2 separate regions of the Mus musculus genome follow, and region 2 is linked to region 1. Evidence: chromatin contacts called from public HiCAR-type data. All regions are on one chromosome and are shown on one strand. Each heading gives the region's core, a stretch centred on a gene start, on an enhancer-like site or on the middle of the called end of the contact. The rest is flanking DNA. Distances are from core to core; before and after follow the strand shown.

Evidence for each region. HiCAR-type assays count read pairs that join an accessible place to other places.
Region 2: a HiCAR-type map of embryonic stem cells shows a contact between it and region 1, with 5 times the contacts expected there. The contact joins two enhancer-like sites.

Annotation. Positions count from the first base shown.
Region 1 is chr7:72,322,583-72,329,750 of GRCm38.p6, forward strand. It overlaps Gm39035 (a long non-coding RNA gene), which reads left to right. Exons shown (of 5, transcript XR_882214.2): 4 at 405-575; 5 at 727-758. Among named protein-coding and RNA genes, the nearest start is that of Gm39035, 19 kb to the left of the region's middle. Within about 2 kb of position 4,124, at least 17 of the 459 cell types and tissues checked have an H3K27ac peak or open chromatin away from gene starts, as enhancers often do. A contact at or near this core is called in embryonic stem cells, where this site is marked.
Region 2 is chr7:73,218,533-73,225,700 of GRCm38.p6, forward strand. It overlaps Gm30075 (predicted gene, 30075), which reads right to left. Exons shown (of 5, transcript NR_166609.1): 3 at 5,672-5,800. Among named protein-coding and RNA genes, the nearest start is that of Gm30075, 17 kb to the right of the region's middle. Within about 2 kb of position 4,644, at least 52 of the 459 cell types and tissues checked have an H3K27ac peak or open chromatin away from gene starts, as enhancers often do. A contact at or near this core is called in embryonic stem cells, where this site is marked.

The DNA of each region.
Region 1 (7,168 bases), core at 2,874-5,373:
TTGCTTCCCCTTGTCTGTCTCCCAGCTCCATATACCTACTCCATACTTTTGAACTGTAAATAGAGACTCTTAGACAATGTAGTGGTTTGAATGTAAATAGCCACATAGGCAAATGTAGTTGAATGTTTAGTCTGCAGTAGGTGAAACTGTCTGGGAAAGATTAGGAGCACTGGTAATGGGCTTTGAGCTTTCAACAGCCCATGTCATTTCCAATTACTCCTCCCCTTCTCCACCTCTCTTTCTCTGAGTCCACTGATACATTGCCTGCCTGCCTGTCTGCTGCCTTGCTTCTTACTGGGATGATTATGGGCCAATGTGATGATTATGTGATGATTCTAGAATCATGTGCCCCAAAGAAAGTGCTTTTTTTTTTACATGTGCCTTGGTCATGATGTCTTTGTTAGGGTGCAACAAATCACTATTGCTGCAGGGAACACCGTGACCAATAATCAAGTTGAGAGGAAAGGCTGATTCGGCTTACTCTTCCATACCACTGTTTGTCATCACAGCAAGTCATGACAGGAACTCAAGACATGGCAGGAACCTGGAGGCAGGAGCTGATGCAGAGGCCATGGGTGAGTGCTGCTTACTGACTTGTTTTACCTGGTTTGTTCAGCCTGCTTTCTAAGAGAACCCAGGACCACTAGCCCAGGGTGGTACAATGGGCTGGGTCCTCCCCCACCATTCACTAACTAAGAAAGTGCCTTACCTCTGTATCTTTTGTAGGCATTTTTTCAGTTGAGGCTCCTTCCTCTCTGACTCTAGCTTGTGTACAAGTTGACATAAAACCGGCCAGCAAACATAGTATCTCTTCACAGCAATAAAAAGGTAACGAAACCCCCACACACAGAGAGAGAAAGACAGACAGACAGATACACATATAAACACAGAGATACACATACACACAGACACAGACAGACAGACCAACAAACATATACACACACACATACATATACACCTATACACCACAGCATTAATTTCACCAAATGAACAGAAGTGAAAGTGATCCATTGTTTGTTGATGATTAGCAGCAGAAATGTAACCTCGAGCCACCGCACTCCACCCCTGTAATTTTTGTGAAATGATTGCAGTCATTTTCCTGGAATAAGCAGCGATTAGAGACTCACAGTTACTTTGCTGGCCATGGTGATCCCTTTTCTACTGCTTAGTTAATATGTTTTGCTTAAACAGCCAAGGTGTTAAAATGTCTACAATTTTAAGACCACTAAAATCTAGGTAGCATTGTAAAAAACTTTTAGGGATTTCTATTCAGAGTACCAATCTCAGATACACTCTCCTCTGGTCCCTTCACTTTTAAAAATCCACTTTCTTCATGCTGAGACACTGTCTGGCCGCCACCCATCTGGGGCTAGTCCAAGAGGCTCCATGACTGCATAGAAGCCCCTCAATGAGTCAGAAAGGTCCTCTGTTTCCAGTAGTATCATGAGCAAATGGGACTTGATGTTGATTGCCATGGTAATTAATGAAAGGGAATTTTAAAACATTCTCTTTGTTAAAGCAAATACACTAGATCCTATGTTGTCTTTTCTTTTATGTTTTCTCATAATTCTTGAGCTGCTAGGATTTTGGTATCAATTCCCTCAGTAGTTCCAAGAGTTGCTTCTATCAAATATCTAATGAAGACATTTCCAAGATTGGCAGCCAGTAGCACATACCACAGTTGGTCTGATATGAAAAAGCTGCAGTCTTCAGTACCACACATGGACCTGCTGACAGCGTGAACTTTGTAAATAACTGGGGGGAGTGGGTAAGAGCTCCTGAAGGAAGCACCACTAATGAGCTAACGATAAACCATCTCCGCCTAGGGCCTCCCAGCGTCCTGTAAATGGCAAAGATGTCTCTGGCTACATAGCCACAATGTTACTGCATTTCCTCCTAAGTGAGGTGTGATTAGGGCCGCTGGCTTCTGGGCCCTAATGGATGAGGCCACAGCTGCCTCTCACATAAAAAATATTGTTGACTGTGCACTAGAAAATTCTCTCTGCTCTACAGTTCCAGAAAAAAAAAATCTTCAGTCTGGAGTCTAGTGTCTTTCTTTTGGCACTTAATTCTCAAGATGATAAGATTTCTTTCTTCTAAAGTACCCAAGGAACTAAAGGGATCTGCAACCCTATAGGTGGAACAACATTATGAACTAACCGAACTAACCAGTACCCCGGAGCTCTTGACTCTAGCTGCATATGTATCAACAGATGGCTTAGTTGGCCATCACTGGAAAGAGAGGCCCATTGGACATGCAAACTTTATATGCCCCAGTACAGGGGAACGCCAGGGCCAAAAATGGGAGTGGGTGGATAGGGGAGTTGGGGGGTGGGTATGGGGGACTTTTGGGATAGCATTGGAAATGTAAATGAGGAAAATACCTAATAAAAATATTAGAAAAAAAAAAGAAAAAAAACAGATTTCTTTCTTCTAATTGTCCACATGTTTGATGCCCAGTATTGCTTCTACTTGGTGAGCATCTGATACATATACTCCAGGGGCAGATGCTTTCATTGCTGTTTCTCATGGCTGCGACAAAATGCTAGTTTATCTGGGCCATAGTTTGAAGGTACCATCAGTCATAGCAAGGAAGGCAGCGAAGCCAGAGCATGAGCCAGCCGATCACATTACGTCTGCAGTAAAGAAGGAGAAACCAATGAATGGTGTTGCTCAGCTCATGTTTCCCTTCTCATCTCAGCCCCTGGAAATACTCAATCTATTGATTATTCCCAACTCAACCCAATTTAGAGTTAAATTTATATGCTGGGTCTCTGAACGTTTCTGTCCATCAAGGCCATCAGGAGGTAATCCTGAGCCATCTTCCCAATTTCTTCCCCTTTGTTAATATCTTAAGATCTCTTGATACATGAGTCACAATGAAGAGACACTGGTAGTTGCTACTAATTAAAAGCCAGTCTTTATTTGGATGCCACTTTCCCCCCTCACTGCCACACTTTGTATATAATGATCTCATGCAGGATGGCACCATCTGCTTAGTTGTCATGTTCCCCTGCTCTCTTCTGGTCTATAACCATGTCTCTGTCATTCCTTGTTGTCCAAGTCCTCCCCACATTTGAAGAAGACTAACTACATGTCTGGTAGAATGTGTAACTGTTTGATCTGCTCTGTCACATTTTAAAAGTATGATAACACTTGAAAGTCTAATCTTACACTGAATAAGTGTCACAGACAGGTACAAGTTAGGGGACCTCATGTCAAGGTAGACTGGGAGCTCCAAGGCATTTATAGGATACTGCTGGTGAAGTCCGCCTTCAGCACACTATAGTTCCCCACATTTTCCTTTAAGACTTTTGGAGCCTGTCTAAGAATTTAGTCCCATGTCCTCTGCCATGCCCTCTGACAATTTTTCAAACTCGTGATTCAGGAACCTGGCTCTTTCAATAGGCAATGCCCTTCTCCAAACAGGAAGGGACAACTGAAGCCACCAACCTTAATAAACAGTGCTTGGTTTGTACCTGCCCAGGGCGGAGCTGGACGAACAAATACACGTTGGCTTCCTGTAATTTGCTAAGTCATGCCTCACCCTCTTACAGCAAGTTCTGCAGAGTGGGAGAGCATTTCCTAAGAAGGTAGCCTATTGTAATGCAAACGTTATAGAGAAGATTTGAAATTAGGAAGACTGCACTAGGAGGCAAGGACTCAAGCCTTTCAGATAGGCTAGGCCAGCACTGTGGGTTTTACCAAAGTCTCTGAGTGCTCTTCCCTAAACTAAAAGACTACAATCCAAAATGCCCTCATTCATGTGCTAAGTTCTAGGGTAGATGAGCAATGGCCTAAAAATAGAGATACCTTGCTGTGCAGAGATTTCCTCTTCACTCAAAAGCCTCACTACAGGCAGCTCATCTTTATAAATACTCAGGTTTTAAGGAGAAAAGGTGTCTGCTAGGATCTTGTTGAAACACAACTCTATACTTGGCTGAGCTTCAGAAAGGATAAGAACAAAAGAAAATGCTATGTGTTTTGTTTTCTTCATTTCTAGCCCCTTTCAAAAGAGCTCCAGAAATTTCTTTTAGGAGAGAAGCTACAAGACACAACTGCCCTGTGTTACAGGTATAGGCATGAGTAAGTAAGGCAGGAGTGGCAGCAGGCGGGCTTTCCCCTGCCTGTATCAGTGCCTCATAAACTGATACTCATGGATACATCAGCAGCTGAGGTGTGCCTCTGAGAATTACAGGAGCTTAGAAGGTAATTTGCCTGCTGCTCTCTATAGATAGACCCTATTGTCTTTATCTAGAGCCTAAAACTCGGGTTGTTTTAACTAGCATATTAATTGTTTGAGTTCAGTTTCAACTAAAGAGACAAATCTGGAGAACATTATCAATATACTACTTTATTGAACGCTATAAACTTTCAAACAAGCATCATTGTGTGCAAGTGTTATTTCATTTAAAGTCGGTGCTGCTAGGAATGAGTCCTGTGCTGCGGCATTTGTCACACTTATTTAAAACTATTATGGAAGAAGGATCAACTTATAATTAAATATGGGTTTCAACATGTACAATATAATAGGGATGCATATTTTTCAAGCATGCAGGCATCGTTCCTTAAAGTTCCCAAGAGCCCCTGGGCATGCTCTCCCAAGCTTCCTCCTCCTTTCACATGCATTTTCTAGCATTTAGGGAAATGAAATCTGCTTTCCTAAGATCTAGTTTCTTGCACTCCAGATGATTATTTGGGGAGTTGTTTGCATGTCATTTGCATATGCACTCGTATGCTCAGAGCCGAAGCACAGCATTGCATCTATTTGAAGAGGCCATCATGTACCTGGTGTCAGACATTTCAGTACTTTCCCAAAGTCCCATCACTACCCCAGAACCCTGCCACCTAGTTCAACCATCAGCCACACCCACAGAACCCTTTAGATTATAGAACTGTTACCTAATTTTGTCCAAGTTCTTGTAGAGGCTTGCAAATTTGCAGCTATTTTTGTAGTGGAATAATATTGGTGGCTACAAGATCTCTTGAGTTTAAAATCCTCATGGAGTTGATTTTCTTGTCATGGGAAGATAATGCTTGAGCATTCGATTCTTAGCTTCTGTGCTACATGGGTGTTATATTATCTTTCAATGGCCTTTGGTCTCAGTCGTGAAATTTTATTTATATGCTCATTCACTCTCTACAAGCCTGCTCCCTTTGGATCTTGGTGCCTGTTATCTTGGTCTGGTCTCTAGATGGTAGAATTACTTTTTTGTTTTTCTCAACATTTCTAAAGTTTGACATAATGTTGCTTCATTACAGTTTTTTGTTCTATAATTTATTGACTGTATTTAACTACATAAGGTTTGTGTATGTGTGTGTTTGTGTGTATGTGTGTGATATTTAGTGTGTGTGTGTGTGTGTGTGTGTGTGTGTGTGTGTGTGTGATAGTTACTATATTCCAAAGTACCTTAATCATGGGATAGGTGCTCTATAAATCAATAAATGATGACTGACAGGCAGACATATAAAGCAAAACAGAATTTCAATGCCATTTAACAGGACCTGGGCTTTCTTTTTTATTGGGTTTATGAGTAGGAAGGGGATGGCTGGAGTTGGACCATGTATCATAAGTGCACATAGTTTTGAATGTAATCATTCAATCCTTTCCAAACGGGTTTATCATTTTATATTCCTAATAACATGCATGATCACCTCAGCTTCTTTATATAGCATTGCACATGCTACTTATTTTACATTTTAACTTCTGACTGTTTATTGGCAAGACACACCACACAGGTGTGCATGCCTGCACACACACACACACACACACACACACACACACACAGTTTTTGTAGCTCTGGTAGAATAGGATTTTATACAGAACATCATTCTATCCAGGAAGAGGAACAGCCCTTCCCTTTGCGTTTGAAATGGGGTCTGTTTTTCCCTGGATTCTGCCTTTGGCACTGGGAAGACTCTCCAGCCCTGTGTTGAACACAAATGTGAGGGCAGACACTGCTACACTGTAACACACTCTGAGCTCTAGGAATAAAGGACATCACATTGTGTAGAATCTAAACAAATAGATCAGTAGTCAGAAAAATAATTAAATGGAATGAAAATGGAATCACAGGCTTCTTTGCTTTTCTTCAATCTTTAGGAAACGGCATTTAGATTTTTACTATTAAACATATTTATTACAGCATCCCAGGATGAGGAAGTCCTTTCTAGTCCATTTACTGAGTTTCATAGTTCAAGCACTGAGTTTGACCTTTGTATAATAACTTTTTGCATCTACCAAGATTATTACAGACTACTTTTTCTGTCAGGTTGTTAGCATGACTCACTATGTTCATTGCTTTGGAACGATAAACCAGGCCCAACTTCCACACAGAGTCCATTTGCTTAGACATGTTCTTCTTATAAATCATCAACGTTAAGGTTATTAACATTATGTGTAGAACTTTCATATCCTTCTCTGTAAGTTCCTGGACTCCCCTCCTGCCTTACTTTATCACTATGGTAACAGCAACTGTGAAGAATGAGTTGGTACAAGGGTTTTAGTTCCCATTGCTATCTAATAAGTAACTAGCTAAGTCCCTTGCTCCGAATGCTGTAAGGTTACAGACGATGCATAAACTGGCTCTCTTCTGGAGTCTTGGAGAAGTCTTCTACGCAGTTTTGCTGATCATTTGTTAGCCTTATTCCCTTAGCCAAGTGCCACACTCATCTTCTAGAGTTTTTGCATATACCTTGTTACTTTCTGTCTCCTATCTTTAAGACAGCCATTGAAACCCATTGTGCTTTAGTTCGTAATTGTGTTCTCTGTCACCTGCTAGAGAAAATTCTCATTTTTAAAGGCCTCATCAGATCAGGACTGGCCATTGCAAAGAGCCTTCCTCTTAATTGATGTATAGACTTAATTCATTCATAGTAACATTAAGATTAAAATTTGCTTAAATGCCTAAAAGTAGGTGTGTCTGCAGCATGTGCTGGGAGTTTCTGCAGTCACATTGGAATCCTGCTGGCTATAGACCTTATAGGTCATTGTGTTTAACTTGTATTGTTTCTTCCTTAGGCGTGTATTAGCATTTATCTGTAGTCTTTTGAGTTGTCAAGGTTTTTTTTTTTTGAGTAATTTGTCGATAAAACTGTCAATTTATTTAAGAAATGTAGTTGTGTAAGTCTTCCCTTGCTTCTTGAATGAGCTCTATTAATGCCCCCT
Region 2 (7,168 bases), core at 3,394-5,893, 900 kb after region 1:
CACTGACACCATTGCATACCCTAGCAAGATTTTATTGAAAGGACCCAGATGTAGCTATCTCTTGTGAGACTATGCCGGGGCCTAGCAAACACAGAAGTAGATGCTCAAAGTCAGCTAATGGATGGATCACAGGGCTCCCAATGGAGGAGCTAGAGAAAGAACCCAAGGAGCTAAAGGGATCTGCAACCCTATAGGTGGAACAACATTATGAACTAACCAGTACCCTGGAGCTCTTGACTCTAGCTGCATATGTATCAAAAGATGGCCTAGTCGGCCATCACTGGAAAGAGAGGCCCATTGGACACGCAAACTTTGTATGCCCCAGTATAGGGGAACGCCATGGCCAAAAAGGGGGAGTGGGTGGGTAGGGGAGTGGGGGTGGGTGGGTATGGGGGACTTTTGGTATAGCATTGGAAATGTAAATGAGCTAAATACCTAATAAAAAATGGAAAAAAATGGTATTTTCAGCAAAAAAAAAAAAAATTGAATAATGCTGGGTACAGTGGTACATGCCTTTAGTCCTAGAACTCAGAAGGCAGAGACAGGTGGATCTCTGTGTACTCTGATCTAGGCTGGTCTACATAGTGAGTTTCAGGACAGTCAGAGCTATATAATGAGACCTTGTCTCAAATAAAATAAAATAAAATAAAATAAAATAAAATAAAATAAAATAAAATAAAATATCAGAGAAACAATAGTTGGGATTATTTGAAAATTTGGATTTAAGAAAGTCTAGGTTTTCAGGGGGGGTTATGGACACACATATATCTGTGATTGTGATTTTTATATTGGTTACATATCAATATATATTCCACTAAATATATTATCACTAGTTCATATAATAAAAATAATTGCATTGACATTTTATACCATTCCTCACCCCACTCAGGGACTTAAAATACTCTGCACCTGAACAACTCTGTGGAACCTGAGTTGCACCTGAACAACTTTGTGGAACACTAGCCTGGGGTCCACCAGAGCAGCAGACAGGGAATCAGGAGTTCTTATAAGCATGGGATCAACTAATTGCAGCCCACAGAATTCAGGAGTCTTACAATGGAGAAACATGAAAAGAATACCAATGGCCACCCTGCTATGTAGTTCCCATGCCATCAGGAAGCTGAGTTTAGTGAGTCTAGGAAGCTCAGAGCTCTAGAGAAGAGGGAGGGAAAGAGGGAGAGAGGGAGAGAGGGAAGGACAGAGGGGAGGAGAGAGAGAAGGAAGGAGGGGTAAAGGGAGGGAGGGACAGAGGGGAGGAGAGAGAGAAGAAAGGAGGGGTAAAGGGAGGGAGGGACAGAGGGGAGGAGAGAGAGAAGAAAGGAGGGGTAAAGGAAGGGAGGGACAGAGGGGAGGAGAGAGAGAAGAAAGGAGGGGTAAAGGGAGGGAGGGACAGAGGGGAGGAGAGAGAGAAGAAAGGAGGGGTAAAGGGAGGGAGGGACAGAGGGGAGGAGAGAGAGAAGAAAGGAGGGGTAAAGGGAGGGAGGGAATGGGGAAGAAGGAGGGAGGCTTTCACCTAAACAGGAAGAATATGATAAAGAGACGTAAGCAGGAGCATACCCCATGCCTTGGAGAAGCACCAACAGACTGCACTAGAAAGGGTACCAGCGGGGAAACTTTGTATCAGACAGAGGAAGCACCCAAGCCAGTACAAAGGCAGAGGGGTGAAGCTGTTGGAGCAAAGAAGGTGAGCATCTATTTCTGTTGTCACATTGAAAAGAGATGTCAAGAGCTGAAAGGGTGGCTCATGACCATGTCAAAGGGAGCCCTTTGAGGTTGGTATAACAGTGCCCATTTTTAAGATGAAACATAAGACCAGGCAAATCTATGTAAAAGTTGATGTGCTATAAAGTTAATGTATTTTTATACAAATCCATGTACAAGCTTATTATTAATAAGTTTATGTAGGGTTACACACGTTTATATATTTTGTAATCTGGGCTCTCCAAATCTGTACTTCCCTGAACCATGAAATATTGTAAAAACCTAAGAAATATAAGGGATAAAAAGAACAACAAAAACAAACAAACTAGAAACAAACTTCCAAACCACATCTCAGACTTGGAAAAAGTGTTTCTGGTTCCCAGGAAATAGCGTAGTTTTCTGGCCAGTCACAGAAGCACAAAGGTCCTTCTAGCTGTTATAGCATAGCCTCTGCTAACAAATAAGGGGTTATAGCCACATCCTATGTCTTGCTACACAGTTGGCTTTTATTTCCCCAAAGCTGTCCTTTGCCAAGGAAACAGTCGCCCCTCTCTCTTTCTCTCCAGCTCTGTCACCCCATATTGAGCTGGTTCTGTACTCATTAAGTATCAGGGCAGCCATTGGAAGACCTTCTCGAGACTGTTGGAGATATTTACTCATCCTGAGCCCTGGTCATGGCTTCAAAGAGTCTTGCAAGAGATTAGGAGAGTTTCTTTGATTAATAATTCCATCCCGTGGTCCATAGGGAGCATTTCCCCAGGAAGGAGAACTTGACCAACAGGTACACATGCAGTTCTGTGAAGGTGAATGCTGGACACTGGAACATGATGGAGGTGGCTGAGGGACCTGACTGGCAGACCCAACCAACCCTCCACATACTCTCCCCAGCTGAAGACGAAGCACAAAGAGACATGACTTTTCCCACTTTCTCTCTCTTTGGTTGTGAGAAACCAGTCTGTAGACTACCAAGCCTCAAAGGCTGGTTGTTGGCATCGGAGCCTACAGTCAGTCACCATTAATCAGAATTCTACCACCCAGACTCACAATGGACATTTTTTATTCAAATATAATTTCTATTTTAAGAAAGGTTTCTTATATAAGCTGGTGTTTCCCTAGCTATTGCATGCATATCTTCCCCCATTCACAGATACAATGCCGCATTACCCTTTTCTTTTTAGAATACTTTTTGTGTTACATGTACAAAAACCAACACACACACACACACACACACACACACACACACACACACACACACACACAAAAGTGGAATGCCCAACACAGCAATCCTACTTGTACAGATATTTCTTCCTAAGAAAATATTCAAGTGTGTGCAGAGTTCTGCCCAGGGCTATTTGCCCCAGTTGAAACACAGATATTTTGCCTGCATCTATGTCTGTACAGCAGCCCCATGCTGGTGCCTGCGAAGGCCAGAAAAGGAGAGCAGATCCCTGGAATGACCGTTATAAATGGTTGTGAGTCACCACACGGGTTGTGGGATTGTACTCAAGTCCTGTGGTAGAACAGCCAATACTCTTAACCACTGACCCTTCTCCAGCTTTACATTACAGTTTTCAATGACTACATACTACTTCACCCGACATTACACCATCATACTGTTTAAATTCTCCACTGAGAACTGGGATACTTGTAATCAAGCCATATTGCAAACATCAACTGGGACAAACAGCCTTGGGCAGAACTCTTCACACACTTGAGCAATTATTTTCTTAGGAAGAAATAGCTATATAAGCAGGATTGCTGAGTTGGATATTTCCATGTTGGGGGTCATTTTGGTTTTGGGTTTTTTTTTCTTTTTCTTTTCCCCCCTGAGACAGGGTGTCTCTACACAGCTTTGGCTGTCTTGGAACTCGTTATGTAGACAGATCAGCCTGGCTTTAAACCCAAAGATCCACTTGCTTCTATACCGCTTGCTCTAGCGCTGGAATTAAAGGCATGTGCCACCTAGCTAGGGACACTTGCACTTTTTCTAAGGGTGTCAATCTATCTAATCAAAGAGCCAGAAACTTAAGAAGACATCTGTTTTCCACCCCCTTAGCAACTCTGGGTATTGCAAAATATCCCACTACCTTACATATTCCTAATAACCCAGGGTCCTTCTACTTCCTCCTAACTGACACCAGCCTGCACAGAGAAGCCCTGTCGGGGCAGGGACTGGCTAAACACTGAGGCCATTCTGGATATCCAGAGTTTCTGGGGTTGGGAGAGAGAGAGTACAAAGACCCCAGGGAATCATCTCTCTCAGTTTCTGCTGGAGGCTGGAGAAACTAAGAAAGGAGAAGCCAAGGGTGTGAGGACCACCTCCTTCTCGCTCCCAGGTGCAAAGCCTTTCTCCTGCTCCCCATCCTCCACCTCAAACAACCTCTGTGGGTGAAAGGCAGCCCACAAGAAAGAGAAAAGCAAAGAGAGGCGCATGGAAGGAACAGCCCAGGCCCACGGGTTAGAAGGGCATTCTGTTCCCACCAGGGACCCCCTTTCAGCTGCAAACTGCTGTATTTGACATTTCAATGCCAGCCTGGGGAGGGAGACTGGAGGGAGACCAGAGTGTGAAGAGAGGCCCAGACTGGAAACCTAAATAAAGCCAGGAAGACAAAAAAAGAAAAAAAATCAGCATGCCTTTAATTCAGCTATTTGTTCTTGCTGTTTCCCTTCAGCAGACTGTGGCATTCAGAAGCAAAAGGGATCTCTCTCTCTCCCTCTCTCTCTCTCTCTCTCTCTCTCTCTCTCTCTCTCTCTCTCTCTCACACACACACACACACACACACACACACACACACACACTTGTGACATTTAAGAACAATGTGCACTTGGGCAGGAATGGGTGGAGGCAGACAGAAAAGAAAAAATGTTTCTAAAAGAACTGAACCTCCCGGACCAAACCTTGAGCTTTGTCTTCCTTGGGAAGGCCCTGGAAGTGATTCCTTTTAATCCCATTGGAGAGGAAGAATGAAAGGAACTCAGATTTGGAAAACAAAACCATGCAGTCTCAAACCTAAGAAAGAGCGTTGGGAAGAAGCCCAGAGTAGTACTGAACCAGGGTACTGGAGGCTGACCCCTCAGCTTAGGGTGGGCAGAGCAAAGCTTCTCTCTCCACCCAGTCCTGACACCTAGTCCTCCCCTGTGGAATGACAGCTCTCAGGGAACCACCCTGTGGATTTCCTCCTCAGTTTGCCTCTAGATTCACCAGTACAACCCAATTTGCAGATGAGAAAATAGAGGTCCAGGAAGATGTAGTGGGAAGCTAAGATCCCAGGTGAAGTCCACTGGGACCAACTCTTAAGAAAGGATGCCTTTAATCCCAGAACTCAGGAGTTAGAGACAGGCAGACTTCTGTGAGTCCCATGACAGCCAGGGCTACACAGAGAAACCCTGTGCAGGTGTGGGGTGTATGGGGAGACAGACAGACAGACAGACAGAAAGGAGATAATAGTGAGTGAATACTATTCTATAGATTATTAGAATTCTGATGTAGGCTGTTCTAATTTCATTTCTGTTGTGATAAAATACCCTAACAAAAGGCAGCTTAAGGGGGAAAGTATTTTTTTACCTCACAATCCCAGGATATATACAGTCCACCATAGCAGAGTGTTATGTCTGGGCAGGGGGAACTTAAAACAGCCAGTCACTTCATATGCATAGCCCAGGGCAGAGAGAGATACACATATGCGTGCTTGTCCACACTCAGATCACTCTCTCTGTTAAATTGTCCAGGATCAGTGCCCCCCACCATGAGCCAGGTCTTCCCTAGCTCATGATTACAACAATTAATCAATTACATCAATTAATGTAATCAATACAATCTCCCACAGACAAGCCCACAACCTGATCTAGACGGTCCCTCATTAAGACTCTCTTCCCATTTGATTCTAGGCTGTCAAGTTGAGCTAACCACGCCACAGGCCTAGAACCCGAGTCCCTTTTCTATGGTATAAAGAGCATCTTATCTCCTTACCCTGCTTCCTCTTCTGTTGTGCAAGACCTAGCCATGTGGCTCCATGTGTCACACAGCCACCCAGCACGGTGCTATTCTCCACCCACAGTAGAACAGGACAGATTGCTGGGGACCCAGATGAAGGGTGCTCTGAAGAAGACAAGGGATGAATACCACTCAGGCTGGAGCAGTGTAATGAGCATAGGGTAAAAAAGGCTTTTAGACACATAAGAATAGCTTAGTCAGGAATCCCACTACACCCAAGGCTGCATATGATAACCAGAACTCAGTGACATCACTCGATCACTCATTCCAAATAACCAGACACGGTCCTAGAACCCCATGACACCCACTGAACCTCTTAGAAGTAAATAAAAGACAGAGAGACTCTTCTAAGTTTATCAAAGAAATGCTTAGCTCTCCACATCTGGAGAGACTCCACTTTGATCTTCCCTGCAGCTCGAGAGTTTCTCCCAGGATCCTGACCCTTGGATCAGAGACTTCTGTTAGAGACTGGACCAGACCTTCAGCTAAGTTATGTTGCACAGGTGAGCAGCCTTGGAGAGACAGGTTTAGGACTATAGTTAAGAATTTAAAGTGTGAACCTTGTGTGGTGACCCTCAGTGTAACAACATATAACTTCCGTTATACTAATTACGTACATCTACCTCCTTGCTCCAATGGGCAGGAAGTGGGTAGGGTTGGAATTTAAGGGAAAATGCTACCAGGGAAACTGGGGTTTCCCTTCATACGTCTGTGTATCAATACGAGGGTTTAGAAATAGACTTAGAAGCAAGCACCAGGGCAATATTACTAAACTTTAAGAGAAAAACAAAAACACAGACAAGCCATAAATCTTAGCAGCTGTCAGAAGAAGGGAGACGGGGGGGGGGGGGGGAGGGGGGGGCCACGCCTTTGAGTTAAGGCTGGAGAAACCGGCCTGTTCAGCAATTGAGGTCTGTGAGTAGCTGTGCAGTGGGGTGGGGGGGACGACTTCTGAAAAGGGTACAGCTATGCAGAGTGCCGAGGAAAGCATGCTTAGTATTTTGGCCAGTATTAAGAGAAAAAAAAGCAGGTGCGGGGGTGGGGGTGGGGGTGGGGAGATGTTTGGGTTTGTTTCTGAGTTCAGACCCGCTTAGTGCTGTGGTAAGGACGTTTCTGTTTGCTTCTGCAGGAGAAGGGGGCTTCTGAGCAGCCTAAGTACCACAGCTCATCTTGTAATCATTCCTCCCATCTTCTCGGTGTCTCCAAGTGAATCAGCCTTTGCAGGGCGTGGGCTCCTGGCCAGGTGATTGGCAGGCCCTGCTGGACTAAGTCTTAAGCAAGATGAAAAAGTATGTGTTATACTGGTTAGTGTACTGGTTAGCTTTATGTCAGCTTGACACAGCAGAATCAGTTTGGAATAGAGACCCACAACTGAGCAAAAGTTCCCACCACACTGACCTATGGGCAACCCTCTGGGGCATATTCTTGATGGGTGATTTTTTTTTTAATGTATTTATTTTTATTTATATGAGT